Regions from separate parts of the Mus musculus genome. Here regions 2, 3, 4, 5, 6 and 7 are each linked to region 1. Evidence: chromatin contacts called from public promoter capture Hi-C data. All regions are on one chromosome and are shown on one strand. Each heading gives the region's core, a stretch centred on a gene start, on an enhancer-like site or on the middle of the called end of the contact. The rest is flanking DNA. Distances are from core to core; before and after follow the strand shown. Region 1 holds the start of Casc3 (cancer susceptibility candidate 3). Region 2 holds the start of Nfe2l1 (nuclear factor, erythroid derived 2,-like 1). Region 3 holds the start of Rab5c (RAB5C, member RAS oncogene family). Region 4 holds the start of Sp2 (Sp2 transcription factor). Region 5 holds the start of Dnajc7 (DnaJ heat shock protein family (Hsp40) member C7). Region 6 holds the start of Scrn2 (secernin 2). Region 7 holds the start of Osbpl7 (oxysterol binding protein-like 7).

The links. Promoter capture Hi-C pulls out the DNA fragments that hold promoters and counts their contacts. Capture Hi-C pulls out chosen DNA fragments and counts their contacts.
Region 2: a contact with region 1 is called in a promoter capture Hi-C map of liver, with 3 times the contacts expected there. The contact joins the promoter of Nfe2l1 here to the promoter of Casc3 in region 1. A contact is called at or near these places in 2 of 39 promoter capture datasets (both in liver).
Region 3: a promoter capture Hi-C map of the C10 cell line shows a contact between it and region 1, with 7 times the contacts expected there. The contact joins the promoter of Rab5c here to the promoter of Casc3 in region 1. A contact is called at or near these places in 3 of 39 promoter capture datasets (the C10 cell line, cranial neural crest and embryonic stem cells) and 1 of 115 datasets of contacts at active chromatin or transcription factors (large pre-B cells).
Region 4: a promoter capture Hi-C map of liver shows a contact between it and region 1, with 3 times the contacts expected there. The contact joins the promoter of Sp2 here to the promoter of Casc3 in region 1. A contact is called at or near these places in 3 of 39 promoter capture datasets (the C10 cell line, liver and pre-B cells) and 1 of 115 datasets of contacts at active chromatin or transcription factors (pancreatic cancer cells).
Region 5: a promoter capture Hi-C map of hippocampal neurons shows a contact between it and region 1, with 4 times the contacts expected there. The contact joins the promoter of Dnajc7 here to the promoter of Casc3 in region 1. A contact is called at or near these places in 6 of 39 promoter capture datasets (cranial neural crest, embryonic stem cells, hippocampal neurons and 3 more) and 1 of 115 datasets of contacts at active chromatin or transcription factors (embryonic forebrain).
Region 6: a contact with region 1 is called in a promoter capture Hi-C map of liver, with 2.4 times the contacts expected there. The contact joins the promoter of Scrn2 here to the promoter of Casc3 in region 1. A contact is called at or near these places in 2 of 9 other capture datasets (adipose tissue and liver).
Region 7: a promoter capture Hi-C map of liver shows a contact between it and region 1, with 4 times the contacts expected there. The contact joins the promoter of Osbpl7 here to the promoter of Casc3 in region 1. A contact is called at or near these places in 1 of 39 promoter capture datasets (liver) and 1 of 115 datasets of contacts at active chromatin or transcription factors (pancreatic cancer cells).

The regions. Positions count from the first base shown.
Region 1 is chr11:98,808,368-98,811,413 of GRCm38.p6, forward strand. It overlaps Casc3 (cancer susceptibility candidate 3), which reads left to right and starts at 1,441. Exons shown (of 14, transcript NM_138660.2): 1 at 1,441-1,724; 2 at 2,092-2,119; 3 at 2,531-2,568. The coding sequence starts at 1,497. Gm12359 (predicted gene 12359) reads right to left here and starts at 1,722. Exons shown (of 3, transcript NR_033551.1): 1 at 1,309-1,722.
Region 2 is chr11:96,828,384-96,831,429 of GRCm38.p6, forward strand. Nfe2l1 (nuclear factor, erythroid derived 2,-like 1) reads right to left here and starts at 1,585. Exons shown (of 5, transcript NM_008686.3): 1 at 1,436-1,585.
Region 3 is chr11:100,736,618-100,739,663 of GRCm38.p6, forward strand. It overlaps Rab5c (RAB5C, member RAS oncogene family), which reads right to left and starts at 1,598. Exons shown (of 6, transcript NM_024456.5): 1 at 1,461-1,598.
Region 4 is chr11:96,976,054-96,979,099 of GRCm38.p6, forward strand. It overlaps Sp2 (Sp2 transcription factor), which reads right to left and starts at 1,635. Exons shown (of 7, transcript NM_001080964.2): 1 at 1,568-1,635. The coding sequence starts at 1,574.
Region 5 is chr11:100,618,021-100,621,066 of GRCm38.p6, forward strand. Dnajc7 (DnaJ heat shock protein family (Hsp40) member C7) reads right to left here and starts at 1,607. Exons shown (of 14, transcript NM_019795.5): 1 at 1,508-1,607. The coding sequence starts at 1,584. It also overlaps a transcript of Nkiras2 not described here.
Region 6 is chr11:97,028,471-97,031,516 of GRCm38.p6, forward strand. It overlaps Scrn2 (secernin 2), which reads left to right and starts at 1,482. Exons shown (of 8, transcript NM_146027.2): 1 at 1,482-1,585; 2 at 1,946-2,119; 3 at 2,410-2,591. The coding sequence starts at 1,946.
Region 7 is chr11:97,049,325-97,052,370 of GRCm38.p6, forward strand. It overlaps Osbpl7 (oxysterol binding protein-like 7), which reads left to right and starts at 1,496. Exons shown (of 23, transcript NM_001310509.2): 1 at 1,496-1,629; 2 at 2,901-3,046. The coding sequence starts at 2,978.

The sequences.
Region 1 (3,046 bases), core at 191-2,690:
TTTCTCAGGAGGACTGCTATCCCAAGCACCCACACAGCCAGGAGAGCCCCAGGTTCAAGATCAGCCTAGCTTCCATGAGACCCTGTCTCAAAAAACAAAAGAAAGTAGGATCCAGAGCAGGATTACAGGTATTGTCCCCTCATAGCCTGCATCTGGGGAGGCTGAAGCTGGTGGGTCCCGAGTGATGAAAAGGCTAGCTTGAGGTCATAGATTTTCTTAAAAAAAAAAAAAAAAAAGAAAAAAGAAAAAAAACATCCCAAGCTGGATTCCGACCAAACAACTAAAGGACAAAGTGGCATGCTATCCTTGTCCTTATTTAGACACTCAACTTGGCAGTCTTGCTGCACCATTTTAGATTGTGATGGATAAGATTCTTATGCCTTTCACACTTATTAAATCATGCATCCTCCATTTTGAGTTCAGGCAGTTGTTTCTGGAGCTGAACTCCATGATACATTTGGCCACCTGTCACCAGTTGAATCAGTCCCTGCAGACAGTCATGATTCCTTGGAGTCTCATACTGTTTATAGATCTGGTAAGCAGTGGGGACCTTTAGCTATTTATGAAAACAGCTCAGAGTCCTCTTAACTCATCTATTTGATGTATATTAACAATATGCAGTAATAAATTAGCTTACAAACTATATGTTGCTGCAAGGTAGTTGTGCTGAGTTTTCTTTCACTGCTGATAAATGCATACCCAAAGCATTCTCTGTAGAGTAACAATGCACCAGGATTTGAAACTAATACCTCGAGACATTGAAGGGGCAGAGAGGGTCCAAAACTAGCCTCTTAACTAGTCAAGGGTGATCCAGCTCTGATGTTTTAAAAGCATAGTAAGACTAGTGTCCTTCCAACCTTCAGTTCTCAAAATGAGATAACTAGGTTAGGAAGACACATGGAGAAAGGAGATTTTGAATACACCCAGGAAACACCGCAATACTAAGTTCTGTCCCCACTGCAGTTTCTCCTTTCCCCTAAATTTAGACTGAGGTGAAGAGCTGGCAACTGACGCAGGACTAAAGGCTTTTTCACCTGGACTCGTGATTTTTAACCATGCGAAGGAATACAGTAAAATGTTCTGTATAGAATTCAGGGGAAAGCGAGCAATGGAAAACGAAAATCATGCAATTGCTCCAACGTCGCACTGGAGCTAGAAGAGCTCGAAACCCTCCCCAAGGAAAGTCCAAGATGGCCGAGCTAAGAACCCGAAGAGGATGCAATAGCCCCGCTCCCAGGCGCCCTCCGCCCGCCGGGGCTAGGGGTGTGGGGGTGTGGGGAAATAAAGCGCTAGGCCACGCCTCCTTACATCACCGACAGACGTCATCTCGCTCTCCAGAAAACGTGCCGCAGGGTGCAGGCCCCGCCCCGCGGAAAGAAGGGCGGCCCTCCCTGGACGTGAAGCACGCTGGGACTCCGGAGTCTCGAGCTTCCCGGCAGCCTCCGCGGCGGGCGTGGTGCGTAAGGAGCTGACCAGCGGTGGCCGTTCTCCGTAAGATGGCGGACCGGCGGCGGCAGCGCGCTTCCCAGGACACGGAGGACGAGGAATCCGGGGCTTCGGGTTCCGACAGCGGCTCTCCGGCGCGGGGCGGCGGCAGCTGCAGCGGGAGCGTCGGAGGCGGCGGCAGTGGCTCGCTGCCTTCTCAGCGCGGCGGCCGCGGCGGGGGCCTTCACCTGCGGCGGGTGGAGAGCGGGGGCGCCAAGAGCGCCGAGGAGTCTGAGTGTGTGAGTGAGCGGCGGGCGGTCCAGGGCGGCGACCCGGCAGGGGGCGGGCTGGAGATGCTGTGAGATGCCGGGCCTCCTCTTAGAGGGAAAGAAAGGTTGTCCCGCTGCGAATCTGCATCCACCCAGAGCCCCGGGGAAGGAGGACTGGGTGGTTTCTGAGCTCAGGGCGTGCAATGTTTACACGGAAACTGGGGCTGGGATGTAGAGAACCGCCATTCTCGATGTGACTTCTGAAGATTTATCTTGCCCCATATTCCTACCCAACCATCTGTGTTGATTCTTCAGTCGTCCCTCACGGTTATCTGCGGGTGGGCTCCCCGCGTCTGGAAATCACCAACTCTAACCTGTGTGATCTTCTTCCTCCCAGGAGAGTGAAGATGGCATGGAAGGAGATGGTGAGTAATTTTACTTTATCTTGAATTCTTGTGGATGTAAATTAAGGCCATGTATATCTTACACTGGGTCTTTCTCGGTTTGTTAGGGGTTTTTGGAGAGCGTTCCCCGGGAGTGGCGTTTGTGTCATGGTGATGATGAGCATGCTTGTTTGGTTTGGTTCCTTTTTGGAAGGTGACAGATTGAGTGCACTGTGGTGACTTAGAATAACACCTGACAACAGCATAGTTTTTCGTCAGTGTGGTCCCAAAGTTCTCCATCTGTCAACAGAAACTATAATTTTATCTGCCCCAGAAAGTTGCTGCGTCCACAAATTAAGTGAGGATGTTTGCCTGGCCCAAAACGAACTGTCAGAAATGTAGTAACAAACGTTTATGTTATTACATATCACATAATTTGTCTTTTCCTTTCAGCTGTTCTTTCCGATTATGAAAGTGCAGAAGATTCAGAAGTGAGTGTGATAGATTCTTTTTCCTTATGGCGTAAGTCAGAAAATGTCTCTTTAAAAAAACCTCTAGCTGTGTGGTACAAAAATTCCCTGACTTGCTTCTCTTATACATTCTTCTCGTGTGCTTTTAAAAGTCTGTTAGAAGTCTGGTGATGGTGGCACATGTCTTTAATTCCAGCCTTGCCCGGTTAATGACTGCAACTTGAAGCCACACCTCTTGAAGGGACAGGTTACACTTAGTTGATTTATTCTCAGTAAAGAAAGTGAGTTTGTGAGTCAGAGAATACGATGCTGAAATCCTTTACAAGGTGTTGGACAGGGTCCTTTATATGTCTGGATTGAGAAGACAGCCACTTGACTGGCTCCTCATGCATGCATGATTTTGAAATCTTGGAAGGACAGAATTCTGAATAGTTTGTGCAAAAACGCATCCTTCGTGGTGGTGCATGCCTTGAATCCCAGCAATTGGGAGGCAGAGGCA
Region 2 (3,046 bases), core at 335-2,834, 2.0 Mb before region 1:
GGAAAGAAGCACCCTAAATACTAAATATTAAATCTGCCACACTTCCTAAAAGGTCTTATTTGAAGCAGACTGTGCGTGCAAGGCATTCAAAACTTTCTTACACTTTGTCTCATTTACCAACACTCTTAATAGAACACATTACCCAGTTTCTAATTTTAGCACAAGAAGTCCATTTCCTATCCTTAAAAAAATTTGGTTTCCCATGTCATTGTCCTTTCCAACTCTAAAGAGAAGACAGAGATTATTACTGAGAGACTGTGAAAAAATACATGAAAATGTTCAGGCCTCCATTTCATATGCCTTTTTGTTATTCCAACTTTTGAAATCTCATTTCCCCTTTCCTATCATTCTTTCATTCGTTAATTAATTAATTTATTTTTTTAAATAAAAGACCAGCCTAATAGCACAGGCCACTCAGAACGTTGAAACGTTAAGATCAGGGGTTTAAGACCAGCCTGGTTTCAATAGTAAAATAAAAGAATGTCCAGGACAAGGATACAGATCACGGGTGCCTGGTTAGAGGCCCTAGGTCCAATCCCCAGTATGGCAAAATAAAAGAACAGGGTAGGGTACAGGAGGACAGTGGAAGATTGTGGAGCCGTGCTCCACCTGGAATTTGAATTCACAGGTTTTAGCTTTATTCACATGACCTTCTGAGCCAAAGCAGAAGGATATGGCCAAGTTCTCGATCTCACTTGCCAAGTGGGGAGAAGGTAAATTTGCCTTCCCATTTCTGATTTCTACTTTTGAGCTTCCATTAAATTCCTAAACTCCTCTACTGTGGCCCACTATCAACTTCGCTCTAAAGGTGAAGTGGGAGCGACACGTAGGAGACACACACACCCACGAATACCCTCATTCGGTTGAGTAAACATCCCTGCTTTTGAAACCCGCCCGTCCTCGCGCAATTTACTACTAAAACTTCCCAAGAGCCACTTAAAGTTTGAGAGAGCAGACAAAGTTCTTCAAAGCCCACAAGGCCAAAGAGAGAGCGCTCCGGCCCCAGTCCGGTCCCACCCTGCCGTACCCGAGTCTGGATGAGACCAAGCTGCCATGCCCACTCTCGCCGACGCGCCTCCAAGCTTTCTGGGACACGGAGCGACAAGTGCTACTTTGCTGGCCTTGACCCACCCTTAAAAGCGAGCCTCACCCCGCCCTCCGTTCCCCAGGCCCCACCCCGCTCGCGAGCCCAGCCTCACCACGCCCTCCCATGCCCTCGGCCCTTCTCAGTCCAGCCCACCCAGGAACACGCTTTCTGGTCGGCCCCGCGTTTCTTTCCGGCCGTGTCCAGGGCCCGAGCCCGATCAAGACCCCTCTCGGCCTCCCGGGTCCCGCCTCCTGCTCCTCAACCACATCTCGCCGCCCCTTATCCCACAAGCTTTCGGCCCTGTTGCACCGCGGCTATCTCGTTGGGGAAGGGAATTAGAGCAGGTACCCGCTGCTGAGGTCACAGTCTGTCGCTGCCGCCACAGCAGGCCCTCAGCCCAAGTCCCGGCCTCGCCACCGCCGCCGTCGCCGCCACCTCCGGCCGGCCTGGAGCGCCCAGCCTCGGCTTCCCTCCCCGCCCCCTCCTTCCACTGCACTCGGAAACCCGCCCGCCACGGCCACCCCAGAAACAGTTGGTCCAATCAGATAGCCGGGACTAGAGTCGTCACCGGATGTCACTTTGATTGACAGCAAAGAAAACCCAATAGTCGAGTTTGTGTCTGCCCACTCGGCACAGTCCTCCCGAGACTGACGTGGAGAGAAGTCCAATGAGTGTGCAGGCCCGCCCCCCGGTATGGACCCACCAATGAGTGAGGCGAAGGCCCTAGTGTCCGGCATTCTGAACCTCTCCGCTGCGGGTTGGAGGTGGGCGGTGTTGTAAGTTAGGTGATTCTAGCTCATTGTGTGCCTAGGAATGCGGTCCTTTAAGGCAGATAATGGAGCATTGACGCCGGAGCCCGAGATTCCGTCCTTGAGGGTCCCCACGGTGACTTGTAAAAGTCCAGTGAGATCCGAGGGGGGGGCCGAGGCGGAGTACGGAGCATGTGGCTCTGATGGTCGCGACGTTCGTGTCGCCATCTTGAGTCCTGGCAACGGAAACCGGTACCCCCTGTCTGCCTTAGAGCCTGGTGTAACCTGTTCGTCAGGCAGGAAGGGTGGCATCTTGTAGCCCAGGCAACAGTCAGGTCGTGGAAACTGCGGGGCAGACGAGGGCCTTAGAGAAATGTTGGTAGTGTGATAGATAGGACATAGTAACTCGTTTTTGCCATCAAAGAAACACCGGGAAGAGCCCCTCCCCTTCCTCTAACCTCGCACACAGCTTAGTTTTTGCTTTTCAGGAACGTTCCATCGTTGCCAGAGTTCCCCATACAACTATAGTACCAAAACATTTTTTGTGACTCAAATATAAGTGTGCTCTCAACATCATTTATTAGATTCCAAATTACAAAGCCTTTGTGAGATTCTTGTTCAGTGACCCTGTGGTAGGGGCCTGATAACGTTCCCTATAAGTAATTCTGATACAGCTGGTCCGAAGACCACATGTAGGAAATCATTGTATTGAAGTTTGTACTGTGTAGCTGTGGGACAGAGGTGAGATGCCAACTGAGTTCTTGTCTCCTTTTAAGAGGCCATAATCTAGTTGACAGTTCATTATTCGCTGTCCTTGTGCAATTAAGGACAAGGCCAACTGATAATGCAGCAGATAAGTTCACTTCACGCTGTGCTAGGAGAGTTAGCACCAATATGGAGGGGTTCTCAGAATGTAAAGTACGTTTCACAGATATAATATGCACCAAGAATTCAACTGATTCTTACAAAAATTATTAAGCTACCACATACCTTTTTAAATGGAAACAAATTATTTTGAGCTAGTTAACACTTTCAAAGACTGTTTTTACTTCATCGTTTTTTAGTGTGTCCCAATAAATTACTAGAATACAAAATTTATGAAAACTAGACATTTGTGTATTAATTGTTGGGTCTTCAAAACAACAGGCATAGTGTCCCATGCCTTTAATCCTGGCACTCTTGGAATCTTTGTGAACTCAAGGGCATTCTC
Region 3 (3,046 bases), core at 348-2,847, 1.9 Mb after region 1:
TGTTATACTGACTGAACACCGGAAACTGTCCAGAAGTAGGTTGGAAAGATCTCAAAGCAAAATGTTTAGCCTTTGTGTAGTAAGAAAAGCATCTTAAGTTGATCAGATCTCAAAAAACCAAAAAAAAAAAAGTTGATCAGAGATGCCCAAGGACTGAATGGCTTTCCCACTCTTCCTCCACTGCAAGACAGCAAGGGTCAGCTGTGGCTTCAGAATCAGGCTACTCCTCAGGAAGGCAGTCTCTAACCTGTACTTTGGCCGCATAACAAGAGAACCTTCCAGCTTGGTCAGAGATACCAGCCATTTCACACACTTAAGTCCCAAGGAAAACACAAGAATCCTGTGTCAATACAGTAGGGGAACTGGCACTTTCCAGCACACATAAGCAATTCCTTTACGGACGAAAACTATACCTGCCACGGTGATGTGGACTAACTGCTCTGTGAAAAAGTCCAAGCCAAGAGGGGAGTGGAGACTCTGGTGAGGAATGGACCTGTTGCTCAAGTGTATAGTGGTGTGTGATTCAGGGTGGTTAAGAGATGGTGCCTCAATTTCACACTACTCCTATTTGGTCTATTCTCCACCCCTATAGATAAGCAGGCAGCAGTCTCTCTAAGGAAACCACTCACATGCTCTGGAAGGACAGGGCTGGGCCTGAAGCAGGGGGGAAGGAGGAGGGGAGACAGAAGATAATGAATGGGCAGATCCTCCCTGATCTGTGATCTGTCCCTAGGATTGAGCAGAGCTCAGCTAAATTCTTTAGAGGCAGGAAGACGAACACACACTGAGAGAACTTAAGACAGGGCTGGGGGCATAACGTGCAGTCCAAGGAGAAGGCTGCCATTCCGTCTAAGTGACCCAGAATTCAAACTCTGCTGAGGTCCTCGTAAGCTCAAGAGGAAGTAAGGAACTGTAAGCGCGCAAAAACACTTCTGTGCGTGTACAACACTCTCATTCCGACATCCCCCCCCCCCCATCCCCGCATCTCCGAAAGGAAATCGAGATAAAGATAATTTCAGGGCTGCAGGGGGACAACTGGGTTTTTGGTTGGGATTGGGGAGTGGGAGGCGTAGAACACAGGAAAGGAAAACCAGGAGAGACAGCACTCTCCGTCACCTCTAAAAGAGAAGGGGGACAGGTTCCTTCGCACCTGGTAAAGACTCTTTGATTTTGAAAGCTGAGGGGGTGGGGAGCGGAACTTAAGAGTCCCTCTCTCCCACAAGTGGACTGGACAGGCCAGAGGAGAGCCTCAAAAGACTCCCAAAGGCTCCCGAAGGACAGGTTAGCGAAGGAAAGAGGAGCTCCCCCTTTGGCCTGACGCCCTGGTGAGCCCCTAAGAGGGGGCTACGGGTCGGGGGAGGGGTCAGTGTCCCCCTAAGCTAAGGTTGGGCAGGAGGAAAGGGTACCCCAGGGAGGCTACCACACAAGTGAGACACTGGCCCTGGGACAGGCACACTCACCGCGGCTCCGGGCAGCAGCGTTACTTTGGGCCGGGGCTTCCACAGACTCCGCTCCTCTCCCCCCCACCCCCGGCGGTGTCCCAGGCTCCGGCCTCCACTTCCGCCTTTCAGCCGCTCCGGATCCGGATCTTCAGCTCTGCCCCGCCTCTCTATATTCCCAGGTGACTGACAGAAAGAACAGACCAATGGGAGACACTCCGATCCTACCCACAATCAACGCGGGAAAGGAGGGAGAGTGCGCGCGAGGGATGGCGGGACTTGTAGTTCTCCGCACAGGGAGGAGCCGGGGGCTGCCTGGCACTTGGGTTTTGGGTGGAACCGGCTGCCGGTGGGGCGGAGCCGGTCCAGGCCTGCTTATCGCGTCACTGCCAGTTCCAAGTGCCGCGAGGGAAGGCGTGTGGCTGAGCTTTCCAAGAGAGCAGACAGAGGGCTGTTCATGCAGAATTGAGAAAGGAAAAATATGATGTTCACGTAGCCGCGCAGACCGGTCGTGTGCCCTCGGCAACTTGGAGAAGCCAAGCCCGCCCAGGAGGCTGATTGTTGAGGACATTCTATTATAGGAAAGGCGATGGAGTCAGGTGTAATGGCTCGATCCGAAGGCAGAGGCTTGCAGATCTCTGTGAGTAACAGCTAGGGTTATGTAGTAAGATCCTGGCTTAAAAAAAAAAAAAAAAAAGAAAAGAAAAGAAAAAGAAAAAAGAAAGAAAAAAAAAAGGTGATGAAATCTCTGAGAGCTCTATAGAATGGGCTCTCTGGGGGCTAGCGAAACGGCTCGACAGGTGAAGATGCTTGCAGCCAAGCCTGACTGAGTGCCGTGCCCAGGACTCACATGGAGTAAGACAGACTCCCACTAGTTGTCTTTTGACAACCACCCATCCACCCTCCCTCCCGCTAAATACTTGAAGAAATGTAATTTTTTTTTTTTAAAAGAAGGAGTTGTCTAGAGGATACTAAATGGTTGAAAAGGAGACCTGCTGCTGCCAAGGGTTGCTCTCACTCTCTCTTCCTTTCACATGGGCTCTCACTATGTAGTCCTGATTGGCCTGGAACTTACTTTGTAGATGGGTTGTATTTGAATTCACAGAGATCCTCCTGCCTCTACTTCTGGAGTGCTGGGATTAAACACATGTGCAACCACCACGACAGACTAAGCTTTCTTTCTTAGGCTCTGTTCCCAAATATACCAGACCCCCTCATCTCCCTCACTCTGCCCCCAGTCAGAATTAGCGCTCCTTCAAAGACTACCTGTGTTCTCTCTACCCGTCACTATAGATGAAAACCACTAACCCTTCTACCACAGGTCAGTTCTGTTTCTGTTGCTTCTAATTCCTTCTGTATGAATTAGGACCACTTTTTGTTTGTTTGTTTTTTGTTTTTTGTTTTTCGAGACAGGGTGTCTCTGTGTAGCCCTAGCTGTCCTGGAACTCACTTTGTAGACCAGGCTGTCCTCGAACTCAGAAATCCTCCTGCCTCTGCCTCCCTAGCGCTGGGACTAAAGGCATGCGCCACCACGCCCGGCATGAATTAGGACCACTTCTGTTTAACCTCATCCTCCAACACTGGCCTCTTTCTGCATCTCTCTCCCG
Region 4 (3,046 bases), core at 385-2,884, 1.8 Mb before region 1:
AAACCACTGCAACACTGACATAAGCCCTATTGGGAGGTTCTGAGATCCGCGCTGTTCATTGTCCTTAAGAATTTAAAAGAAAACAAGACACTGCAGTTATACTCATCGCTACAGACAATGGACTTCTTTGTGTCAATAATGGAAAATGCTACTGTGTGGTCTGGGCTCTTGTCATCCCCTGTGCCAGTTCACTGTGAGCTGGCTCACCCTAACCTTTCTAGCCCTCCAAGACAGCTCAGCCGTAGAGGTGCTTGTCCAACATTTGTGGATTCAACCTTCATCACCACAGGGGGGTGGGGGGGGGGTGTCTCAACTCAGGGTTTTGTCCTCTGTAATGCCAAGGGCCTTCTAGGGCACAGCATGGAACAGCTGTAGCCTGTTCCTGCCAGTACACACTGAAAAGTTAATCGCCTTTCTACAATGAAATCTGTATAAAGGGGACCCTTGGGCCAATTCCTGGCTCACAGACCACTGGCTATGGTCTGCCTCTCTCCTCGTTGACAGGCCTCTACAGGCCCAAACTTTTATTTTGATATGTAATAATCCTGTAACCTCCTAAAAATGGGGAAAGTTCAGGAGAAAAAACCAAACAGAGTCCCCCTGGATCATGTTAGTTATGAAACGATTAAACATGACAGGCTATTAGAATCAAAACCAAGGAATGTAGAGAGGACAGGTTTCTCAGTCGCCCAGCGCAAAAGACAGTTCCTTTTCTACTAAAACTAGAATAAGGCACTGGGAAAGAAACCTAAGAAGGAAGGGAAGATTCTGAGCACCCTTAAGCCAGCAACGCGGATGAAGAAAAGCATCTATTTTATTTCTTAGGTCATCTGTTACGAGCGATAGCGCCTACGCTTTTTTGGAATTCCAGTGCATTTTTGCCCAACCCCCCCACCCCCCGCAAGGGGCATCGGGCCATAGCCTGGGAGCTCTGTCCACAAGTTCTCCAAACTTCTAAAATTCCAAGAGCTTGCAGATACTAGCCGCAGGCTCAAGGATCCAGGTATAAACATTAAAAGTCGGTTTTTCGTTCAGCAGTCATCTGCCTAGGGCGTTCCCTCCAATCCTGCCACCCTCTGGGACTGCGGTGGCCCGGCCAGCAGGCTGCAGTTCAGACCAGCAGGGCCCATCTGACTGGCACCACCTGGGTCCCAAGCCTGGGCTGCCCACAGGACGAGCCCGAGGGGGCGTCGGCCGCCTGCGTGGAGCAAACTCGGGCGCAGGCTGAAGGCCCGGCGCGACCCAAGCTGAGGGGGCGAAGGGGGTTATCAGGCTCGCCCTGCTGCCCCCGCCGCCTGCCAGCCCCGGAAGCGCCGCCCTCCCGCCCGGGGCTCCGAGGGGCGGGGAGTCTAACGCCCCCTTCCGGGTGCCTCCGCCCGGCCGGCCAGCCGCGCTCCTCCTCCGGGCGGGAATCCTTCCTCCCCCGCCCCTCCCGTAGCCGGGCCCCGGCGCCAGTCCCAGTCCCAGGGGGGCACCCCCGGTTCCGGCCTCCCCTCCCCGAGGCCTCTGTCCGTCTTCCCGACCCTTGAGGGCCGGGAAGACGCCGCCGGCAGACGCCAGGACCCACCGCTCATTACGACATCTTCCTCCCTGGCCTCCGCCGCCTCCGCCGCCACCGAGAGCCTGACACCGCCCGCCTAGCACCCGCCAATCCCGGAGCCCGCCACCGCCCGAGCGACGGCAGCTTTTACCAATGAACGCTTGGTACATTGGGGACCGACAGCATTTTCAACCAATCATTGGGAAGCATCTAGAGTGACGTTGGTCTGGCCAATAGAACTGTGAAGTGTCATTGATAGACGGTAGGAGTCGCCAACCGGAAATCAACGGGGGAATGAACGACGTATCCTTTAGCCAACTGGCGGGAGGCAAAGTCCCGCCTGCTAGGAGGTTGATGGACAGCAACAGGAAGCTGGGTGAGGAGGGGCTTAGCCGAGAAGTGTTTTTGTATTGGTCGTAATTGACCTTCCACCCACCTCTAACCCAGCAGATAAGTGATAGATCTGCCCTAAAGCCAATCAGAAGTGCTACTGTGAAATGCCCCGTAAAGAGCTTATACATCTCTCAATACAGTCTGGCATGGTGAGTCTCAAGTGTAGCTGTCGGATACGCGGTGCCCGGCCCCCAGTGAGCGCATCGCCTTCACCTCAGGCCCTCGCCCGCCATCCATCGCCTCTCGAGAGTCGACGACCTGGCAGGAGTTGGGTTACCTGGCACTTCCTAGAGGGAATTGTCATTATGTCATCTCAAGCCCCTGTTAATCTTCACCAATGTTTCGCAGAGCTTCCCTGATCCTCTCAGCTTCAGACAGGCGTGTTTGAGCCTTTATCAAAAGCAGATCCCTAGGGTCGTCCCTAGTTACATTTGCTATTTCCCGGGGGGCGGGGTGTGTGTGCCTAGAATCTGCATTTTAGCCTGCGCCTCAGGTGGGCAGAATTGCACGCTGGCATCCTAGCGACCCTGCTTGGTCTCTGCTTCATCTCCTCCTGTATGAGGGGCCGTGCTTGACAGGCACCACAGGTAGGTTTAGCTTTCTCTTCCAGGCCCTCTGCGAACGACTAACTTAGGCAAGCTGTACGTAGCACTCAGAGGGAATTCACGCTGGCTTGAGACCTGCGTGGGTAGGAAACCCCACACCCCATCTGCAGTGGACCCTTAGACTCTTGTTGAAGCCAGAGCACTCACACATCCACCTCATAGTACCACCCTTCCTGGTTGGTTTTGTTTTGTTGTTTTAACCCACAGTGAGAAAAAAATGTTTTACATCCAGTAAATTAACTTATAAGAACATGTAACAAAGCTTCCCAAATCAACATTTGAGAGACATTGATCGCAGGTAGATGAGACACATACATCCCTGCTGGGGTCTTATTTGCTGAGGATCAAGTCCCCAACACTAAGCATGAACTGTATAAACACTAAGCATGAACTGTATCGTCGAGCTGTTCCCCAGCTCTCATTACATTTTCTCTTCGCCTCTTCTATCTTCCTCCTCCTTCTTCCTGTCACTTCGAAGAAAAGGTTGCTGAGATAAAGTGATAACAAA
Region 5 (3,046 bases), core at 357-2,856, 1.8 Mb after region 1:
GGCTGGTCTACATAGAGACCTGTTTCAAGTCCGAATCAGTGACACTCTCTACAGGAGATTTACACTTGAGTAGGATAGATTCCTCAAATGACATATAGCCAAAGTCCCTATTTATAGCAGTAAGAAGCACTAAATTCTTTCCAAATATAAGTAAAATAAAATGTAAGCTCTGTTTGTGTTAGCGAGGGGCTTCCGTTCTCATTTGGCAATACCTTAAGTTATATAGGAGCGGATGATGCTTAACTCCAGACACTGTAATGACATGGAAACTCAAACAGGAGGAGGAGGAGGCAAGGCTAAACTTGATAGCTCTTGATCAACTACACTTTGTCTAGCATCTCAGCTTTCAAGTCAGGTACTACCATACACCTGATGACTACAATATTCCCCGTATCTCTCCGAGTACCGCTTATAAGTCTAACTTGGACAGTAAACCCCTCAGAATCCTGATTTCTAGACCTCCTGAACTGACTCTGTTCAAATTATTCAGCCTGAAGACATTCCCTACAGGCTTGGTATGAACATGAACCACAAGGGAAGGAGAGTAAGGGGACTGTAGTCCATCCTAAGAAAAGGATCAAATTAATCATGCTACTGATAAAAGAATCAGTTCACCTTTGGTATCAGAACAAGTCCCGCCCGCTCCCAAGCGTACTCTAACCCCCCCACCCCACCCCACCCCACCCCGCTTTGAAAACCCGTTCTTAAGCTGGTGTCGGAATTCACCAAGTGTTCGAGAAAAACCACTCACTCAGCACCTCCCTAGGCTAGGCCAGACTAGCAATCCCGAGCCACTGCAGCTGCCCAGCAGTGCCAACTGCATTTAAACAGCTGTTCTCCTTGAGCTTAAGAATGCTCTTGGGAGGAATGGCGAAGAAGCGTCTGCCCCCGTACTGCAAGAGACAAGCTCCTCATTCGCCCTTCTGTCTATCCATTCTTAACTTCTACGGCTATCGGGGAGTGGGGGGCGACCAGGTCCATACAGTGAGCATCCAATTCTCTCAGCCTCACACTAGAGACCACTAAGGGTCATTAGTGAGGAAAGGGAAGTGAGGAGGAGAATGCGGGCTTCGGAGACGACCAGTCAGGACGGGCAACAATGCACACAAGTTAACCAGAGCGGGCGGAGGTCGGGGCTCTGTTAAGGAAGTCGTCATTGTCGCCGCGACGCCTCCCCCACTCTGCAGCCGACCTCTGGGGTTCCTACCCTTCCCCCCGCCCCCGCCCGGGAACCCGGCCTCCACGATGAAGTCCACCTTCCTCCCCGCGGCAGAACAAGACCATGCCTCAAGCTCCCTGCTAGGCGGAAGCAGAAGGGGACAGCAGACCCCCTAAGTGTACCCCTTCAGAGGGATCTCGGTCGACTCCAGCTCAGATGGGGGCGGGGGGTGTCTGCAGGAGAGCCATCGTCTCTGCATCTGGGGGCTGCCTCGCTGGCGGGTCCACCTGCCCCAAGCCACGAGCTGCAAGCTCGTCTCCTCCATGACTCTACCACCCGGTTGGTTACCTCTTGGCGTCTTCGTCCTCCAGCAGTTCAGGCTCGGTCGCCGCCATTACCACATCGCACTCCGCGGTAGCCGCCATCTTACCGCCGGGACCAGAGAGCCGGGTGGGAGGCAGACGGTGTAGAGCACTTCCGGTCGGAGCATCGAGCCGCTCGGCGGCGCCGCGCCCAGAGGGACTCCCTCGAGCCCGTCTACCAACGAGAGGCTCCGCTTGGGGCCAGAGCGGCCTTCCATCCCTGGAGGTCCACGGTGGTCTCCGCGCTGGGGCGGGGGCCCAGGGACGGTTCCTGTGCGTAGGGGGCGCCACTTTACCCGTGAATAGGAGGAGGGTACAGAAGGAGGTTGCCTCTCTGGGCCTAAGCTTGCCTCAGTATCCCTACAGCCCGGTTGCCATAACAACTAGCAATCCTAGAGAGCCTCCGGTAACGCTTGGGAGTCCCTGGTGGGTGGAGACGGGGTCCCCAAGACACTTGAGGAAGAAAAGCCCCCCCCAAGACTACCTTCCTGACTTTGCAGTGTGTCCACAGCTTCCTCCCTGGAAAGGCATGAAGAGCTACTTTGAGCCCAATCCCCAGCTTCATCAGTTCCTGGAAGCCCTGCCCAACCAAGCGAGGGGAACGCAGGGCGTCTTCACCCTGCTCCTTTCATCCTCCACGGATCTCTAAGCACCAACTGGTTCATCACCCCAATGACGCGGACCCTTTTATGAGGCTGCTTTCATGTCAGCCGCTTGGGAGTGCCATCTCAGCGTTAAGCCTAGAAAGGATGACATGGCGCGCCAGCCCCTGCCCCGGAGTTTATAAGGCAGCTCATGGGGTGAGGTCCCTTTTCCTCAGTGTCCCCTGTACTCCTACTTCTCATAAACTCTACCCAGCACGCTTGTCTGGCCAGATGTTGTCTGGATTGGGAAGACAGCATAATTATCTTTGTAGTACCACTACCACACACAACAGTGTTGGATTAAATTGAGGCCCTCTGAGGTTAAATGTGGGGAGGAGACGACCTTGAAATTGTAATTTAAAGCCAAAAGGAACGAAAATAAGACAATGGAATTTAAATTTCCCTTAAGGAAAGTGTGTGTCAAAGTCCCTAACCTTATTTGTAGGTCCTTATCATTACTGACGGAGTGGAAACTACCTGGGCCACTGGATAGAGAATGATAGCTGGACCTCAGTGAATTGAAATGCTGTGACCCTTTAATATGGTTCCTCCTGTCATGGTGATCCCCAGCCGTAAAATTATTTTTTGTTGCTACTTTGTAGCTATAAATTTTCTACTCTTATGAATTGTAATGTAAATATTTTTGGAGATAGAGGTTTGCCAAAAAAAGTCATGACCCACACAGGTTGAGAACCACTGCCTTAATTAACGAATTTAATTTTTCACCCATTTTTCAACAACGGGGGGGGGGGAAACAATTTTTTTCTTCCTTCCTGAATTTCTTATGTTAGATTTCTTCTGTTCATCTGTTCAACATGAAACCTGGGGTAAATCACACAGACCCACTGCCCTTAGCTTGAAACCTTGTCATCAATGCTTTT
Region 6 (3,046 bases), core at 232-2,731, 1.8 Mb before region 1:
CTGCCACATGAGCACGAAGGCCTGGGTTCCATGTCCAACACGGGAACTATAATGCCAGCCCTGTGGAGGTGGAGACAGGAGGCTCTCTGAGCTCGCAGGCCGGCCGGCCAGCCACCAAAGCAGAATCAACAAGATTCGGCCTTCATCCGAGGCCCTGACTCAGAGAAGAAGATGGAGCACAACCGAGGAAGACACCCAGTGCTGACCTCTAGTCTGCACAAAGGCACACCTACATGGTGGTGTGCACTTGCACACATGTATGTATACACACAGATAGTCTCTCAAAGTTGTAAAATATGTACAACAATGACAACAAAACGAGGTGCACAGCTCAAAAGATATGGCATCTAAGGTTGAAAATAAAAAAGGGGAGGCTGGAGAGATGGCTCAACGTTAAGAGCACCAACTGTTCTCCCAGAGGTCCTGAGTTCAAATCCCAGCAACCATATGGTGGCTCACAACCATCTGTAATGAGATCCGATGTCCTCTTCTGCTGTGTCTGAAGACAGCTACAGTGTACTCATATACAATAAATAAATCTTTAATAAAAAAAATAAAAAAGGGACCAGAAGGATGGTTCAGAAGTTCAGAGTGACGATTGATCTTGCAGAAGACCTGAGTTTGGTTCCCACCACCCATGCCAGGCAGCTCACAACCATCTGTGATTTCAGCTTCAAGGGATAGATCACCCTCTTCTGGCTTCTGTGGGCACATGCCTTCCCCTACATGTAATCCCCACACACATATTTACAAAATTTAGAAAAAAAACTTATTTTATGCGTTTTGATGTTTTGCCTGTATGTGTGCCTGCCTGAGCATCACATGTGTGTCTGGAGTCCATGGAGACCAGAGAGAGCATCAGGTTCACTGAAACGAATTACAAACAGCTGTGAGCTGATACTCGAACCCATGTTCTCCTCAACGGCAGCTTTGAAGCACCCAGTTATCTCTCTAGCCTATAAAAATACAAATTTTAAAAATTAGTAAAATAAGTGCCAGGCGGTGGTGGTGCACGCCTTTAATCCCAGCACTTGGGAGGCAGAGGCAGGCGGATCTCTGTGAGTTTGAGGTTAAGCTATTCTACAGAGCAAGTTTCATGACAACCAGAGCTACACAAAGAAACCCTGTCTCTAAAAAACAAAACACAAAAACAGTAATAAAATAAACAATACCGTAATTTATGAAATTCAAGTCAGGAAGCAGGTAGTGAAAGTTTTCCCTTAATCTCTAGAACTCCCAGCAGTGTTGGCTACTTTATGCATTCTTTCTTTTCACTAGGGCTTCTTTTCTCCTTCAGCTCCACCTCCTGTTAATGACTCTTATCTGATAAGGCTGTAGAGAAAGCCCGGGACTCTTAAGCAGGATTTGAAAGGTCTCTCAGCTCTAAGAAGTGGTGCTAGCTAGCGCGCACCCTCGTGGAAGACGGTGACATTGCAGGTGTCCTGTGCCGGTGCCGGCCCCGCCCCCGGGGACAAAGGCCTTCCAGGTCACCTACCAGAGAACCTGGGTCCAGGGGAACAGATCTGACCTGAAGAGGAGGAAGTGGCGCCCGGAACCGAGCCTGGGGGTCTTGGATGCAGAGAGGGTGAGAGACCGAGGCACTGAGGACTTGGAAAGGGGTGGACGGAAGAGGCGCGTGAATGTGGGCATGCGCAGGAGCGTGGGATTCTTGGAGCCAGCTTTAGTGCCTAGAAACTACCCTGTAAGTCAGCCTGGAAGGGCTAGGACTCCAAAACAGACGCTCTTAACTTGCAGAGTTTGCTCTGTCGCCTGACTCCAAGCCAAGTGCATTGTTAGTGCACACCACGCTTTGACAACAGTGCTGTTGTCCCAGAGCGTCAGGCTTCTCAGAGTGCACACGTGGGGAGGAGAGTGCCCTGCACCCCACCGGTGGCCAAGACTGTGGAGAGGTTTGAGGGACATGAACATCTCCACTTCTTCGCAGATGGCGTCGTCGAGCCCCGATGCCCCTTGTTCCTGCGACTGTTTTGTCTCTGTGCCCCCGGCCTCAGCCATCCCAGCTGTAATCTTTGCAAAGAACTCAGACCGGCCCCGAGATGAGGTGCAGGAGGTGGTGTTTATACCAGCAGGCACTCACGTCCCTGGGAGCCGGCTTCAGGTGGGTTAGGACTTAGAAGGAGCTGGAAGGTTGAGACGTTATTCCCAGACCTTCGTTTTCTTGCTCCTGGGACGGGAGCAGATGGAGTGGAACGAGTACGGAGTTCCAGTCCACCAACCTGGACCCTTGAGTGGAGTTAGCTTCTGCTAACTCGGTTTACTTATGTGTGACCTGAGAATAAGACCTTTCTCAGGGCCATTTAAAGTGGCTGACAAAGGGTCCGGGCAGTGTAAGTTCTGGGTCTTTTTTTTTTTTTCACTGAATTCTTCCTCTCTCTTCTTTACCTCCAGTGTACCTATATCGAGGTGGAACAGGTGGGGAAGACACACGCTGTGATTCTGAGCCGCCCCTCTTGGCTGTGGGGAGCTGAGATGGGGGCCAACGAGCTTGGTGTCTGCATTGGAAACGAAGCAGTGTGGACCAAAGAGCCTGTGGGGCAGGGGGAAGCCCTGCTGGGTATGGACCTGCTCAGGTAGAGAGCTGCTCTTCAGTGCCCCACTTCCTCCCACCTAGCCTGAGTCTATTGGGCTTGTCTCTGTTGGCCTTGCCCTTGAGGCCTTTCTAAGGCGGCTGCAGTCTTATATCTTCCTAGTCTGATAAAGGACCTCCCTTGGCCTAGAGTGCTTTAATTTTTTTTTCAGTACTTTTTGTTTTGAGACAGGGTTTCTCTGTGTAGCCTTGGCTGTCCAGGAATTTGCTCTGTAGACCAGGATGGCCTTGAATTCACAGAGATCCTCCTGCCTGTGTGCCACCACACATAGTTCAGTACAACTTTTGTTTGTTTGTTTTTTGGTTTTTCAAGACAGGGTTTCTCTGTGTAGCCCTGGCTGTCCTGGAACTCACTCTGTAGACCAGGCTGGCCTCGAACTCAGAAATCCACCTGCCTCTGTCTCCCAGGTGCTAGGATTAAAGGCATGCACCACCACT
Region 7 (3,046 bases), core at 246-2,745, 1.8 Mb before region 1:
GAGATTGAACCTGAGTCCTCGGAAGAGCAAGTGCTTACAGCCAAGTCTCCAGCCCTGAACTCCTGATCTTACAAAGTTATTGTCTGGGTTATTTCAAGTCCTCTCCAAATTCTCACTTTTCTTCCTTAAAAGCCATCTTCCCTAGTTGCCTGTCCTTCCAAATACTACATCTCACGTGCTTTTCCTTACGAAGGCTGGGGGAACTAGAGTTCTCATGTAATAGGAGCCCTGGGGGCTATGGCAGGAGGCCCTCCCTGAGTCTTGGGAAGTGGCACCTCCCGCCTGTGGCCTGCCACTGTTCTTGATCCTGAGTGGATCAGGGTGAATGTGGAGTGACTCCTTAGCATTCCTTCCCAGACTTGGAGCAGTGCCGCAGCGTCTTTAGTCCTGGACAGTTGGAAGATCTGCAGCAGCTATCCTCTGGCCTGGGCCAGGACCAGCTTCCCACAGTCCCCACCTCTGCAGATGCCCAGGGATACTCAATCATTTAAAAGGCCCTTGAGGCTCTGGATGTCAGAGTAGCTCCTCCTGGTGCCACTTTGCCTCCAGAGGCCTGCCTGGTGCTGCCCACTGCACCCCTCCCTCTTGGGAGGCTAAATCCATGCTGAGGTTTTGAAGGGAGCCCAGACAGCAGGTACTGCTGTGGTGTGTAAGACTTTGATGTCTAGAAAGGTGGAGCAGACGATTGGCCCACATCATCTCTGCAGCCACACAAGAGCCTTCCATCATACCAGAGCCTGCTGGTGCTACCATTTCTCAGGCACCAAACCTGTTAGTCCGTGCTCATCCATTTGGGAATTGTAGGTCTTTCTCATAATGTAATTCTTGATTATTTCAGCAACTGAACACAGTGGGGTAAAGGTGTTTGAGGGTCAGGGGAGGGGCCCCAGCTAGTCTTTGTTTTATAACTGCCAGCCCATGACTGCATAGCTGCTCCCACCTCTCTGCATCTCTGCTCCTAGAGACTTGCTGCACCCATACTTCCTGATTGCCACGGACTGACCTGGTAGGGCATTGCTCTCAATGAGGAGCCTCGGTGGGGCTTCAGCTGTCCCTCTTGCCTGCTGACTGTGCTCCTGGCACAGATTGTCATGTCCCAGAGTATGTGGGGGTGGGGTGGGACGGTGTCTCTGTCCCTTCCCAGTCAACCTGATATCTTTGCTGGTCCAAAATATGCCATCTATTTCAGGTGTAATTGAGAGGCAGGGTGAATAAGGAAATGGCCTTGAGTGTTCACTGGGGTCAAGGCCATGTTAGTCTGAATAAAATCCTTTACCTTCGATGGCTTGAAGCCAGCAGTTGTTCAGTCCTCTGAAGCATGTGGAACTATGCCCAGTGGGGATTGTGCCCCTCATTTCCAAGTCATTTGGTACCACTCCGTCCTTAGTCCTCCCGAGAGCAGGGGGGCAGAGCTGAGCGGCAGCCCGGAGCTTGGCGGGAGGAGGCAACGGAGGAGGGGCAGGTGGGGAGATCCGGCTGGAGGGGAGGCTCCGACGTCTCCTTCCTTCCTGGTTCCTGCAGTAGCTGCTGCAACTGCTCAGTTCTGTGAAGAGCTAGCCGGTGACTCGGAGACAGTCTCAGGCACAGCAGCGTACGGATCAAGAGGCTCTGGCGTCCATGGATCCTGGGGTAAGGGGGCCTTGCTGTCACGGCCTGACATTCCTGGGAAGGCTTCCTCTCCTCTGGAGCTGGTGGGTCTACTCCTCTGGTAAAGGCGCTGAGAATGGGGGTGGTTAAGGGGGGCACTCACCTGTCTCACTCCACCTCTCCTTCCTACCGGTAGATACTTCCCACCTCTGCGGGGGGGCCAGCAGCAAATGGCCAGGGTTCTAGCGGCCAGGACAAGGGCATAGAAATACCCCAGCACCGGAAGAGTTTTGAAACTTTAAATGGCTGAATGCAGGAGTTTCCCCTTGGGCCAGCCTCTTGTAGCCTGGTCCCTTATGCTGTGACCTCCTGGCCACACTCACACTGTCCCTTCCCTGCCCCTTCTGGGCCTCAACTCCTCAGGTGCTTGCTAGCTGCATGAAGCTCTGAGCTGCTTCCCCAGACACAGGGCAACATCACTCCTCCAGTCCCTTCCCCTTCATACACACACACACACACACACACACACACAGCGCTCATGCATTATTGATCTCCTGGCGGAGCCAGGATGGCCAGAGCCGGTGCCAAGGACGCCTGTGGGCACTGCCTCGGGACCTGGGTGGACCACGACATGTTCTTGGCCACCTCTTCTCCCACCCACAGTGTCATAGCCGGTCAGTGCCCTGCTCCTTCTGGGTGGGAGGTTTCTCAGGAACACAGAGGACTAACATGGTAGCAAGGGGCTGGTAAGGCTTTGCAGGGAAGAGAGTCCAAGGTGGGTATTCTCGGCGTGTCTGGGTGTCTGGTGAGAGGAGGCATGGGAAGATGGGACTGTCTCAGGCCTCAGTTTCCCCATGCAGAAAATGGGAGTGAGAACTGACAGCTATAGGGGGCCAGTTAGTAGAAGTTTGAGAACAGTTGTGCCAGAGGGGTGGCAAAGCCACAGATGTAGGCAGAGATACTGGATGGGGAGGCAGCTGAGCTAAGGAGATCTTGCTCACCAAGTCTCTGAGCCCCCCCTCCCCCCTATTTTCTTGGACTCTCTTCTTCCTTCATTCCCCAGCCTCACAAACACAGAGTGTTTCCTGGATTCCTGGGTGCATGTCCGGGACAGAGGCACACATTGGGTGCAGTGGCCACAGTGGGGGTTGGGTTGGGCGTAGCTGCCCAGGCCCAGGGGTGGTCAGGGAACTGGGGGTGTGGGGATGTCATGTGAGTGGAGGATGTGTGTCTCGGTGTGGGAGGGACCAGCGGTGGGACGGTGGGACACATGGCAGTATGGTAGTACTCGTGGGTCTCTCTCTTGCTTCAAGGGTTCCCCCAGGACAAGGTGACATTCTCCCCAACCCACCCGGCCCTGCCGTCCTCATCGGGGAGCAACTTCTTCCTCATGGACTTCCAGGAAAGAGACACGCCCTCTTTGGCTGAGAGTACTCAGTCTTCAAAGCCCAGCAGTACC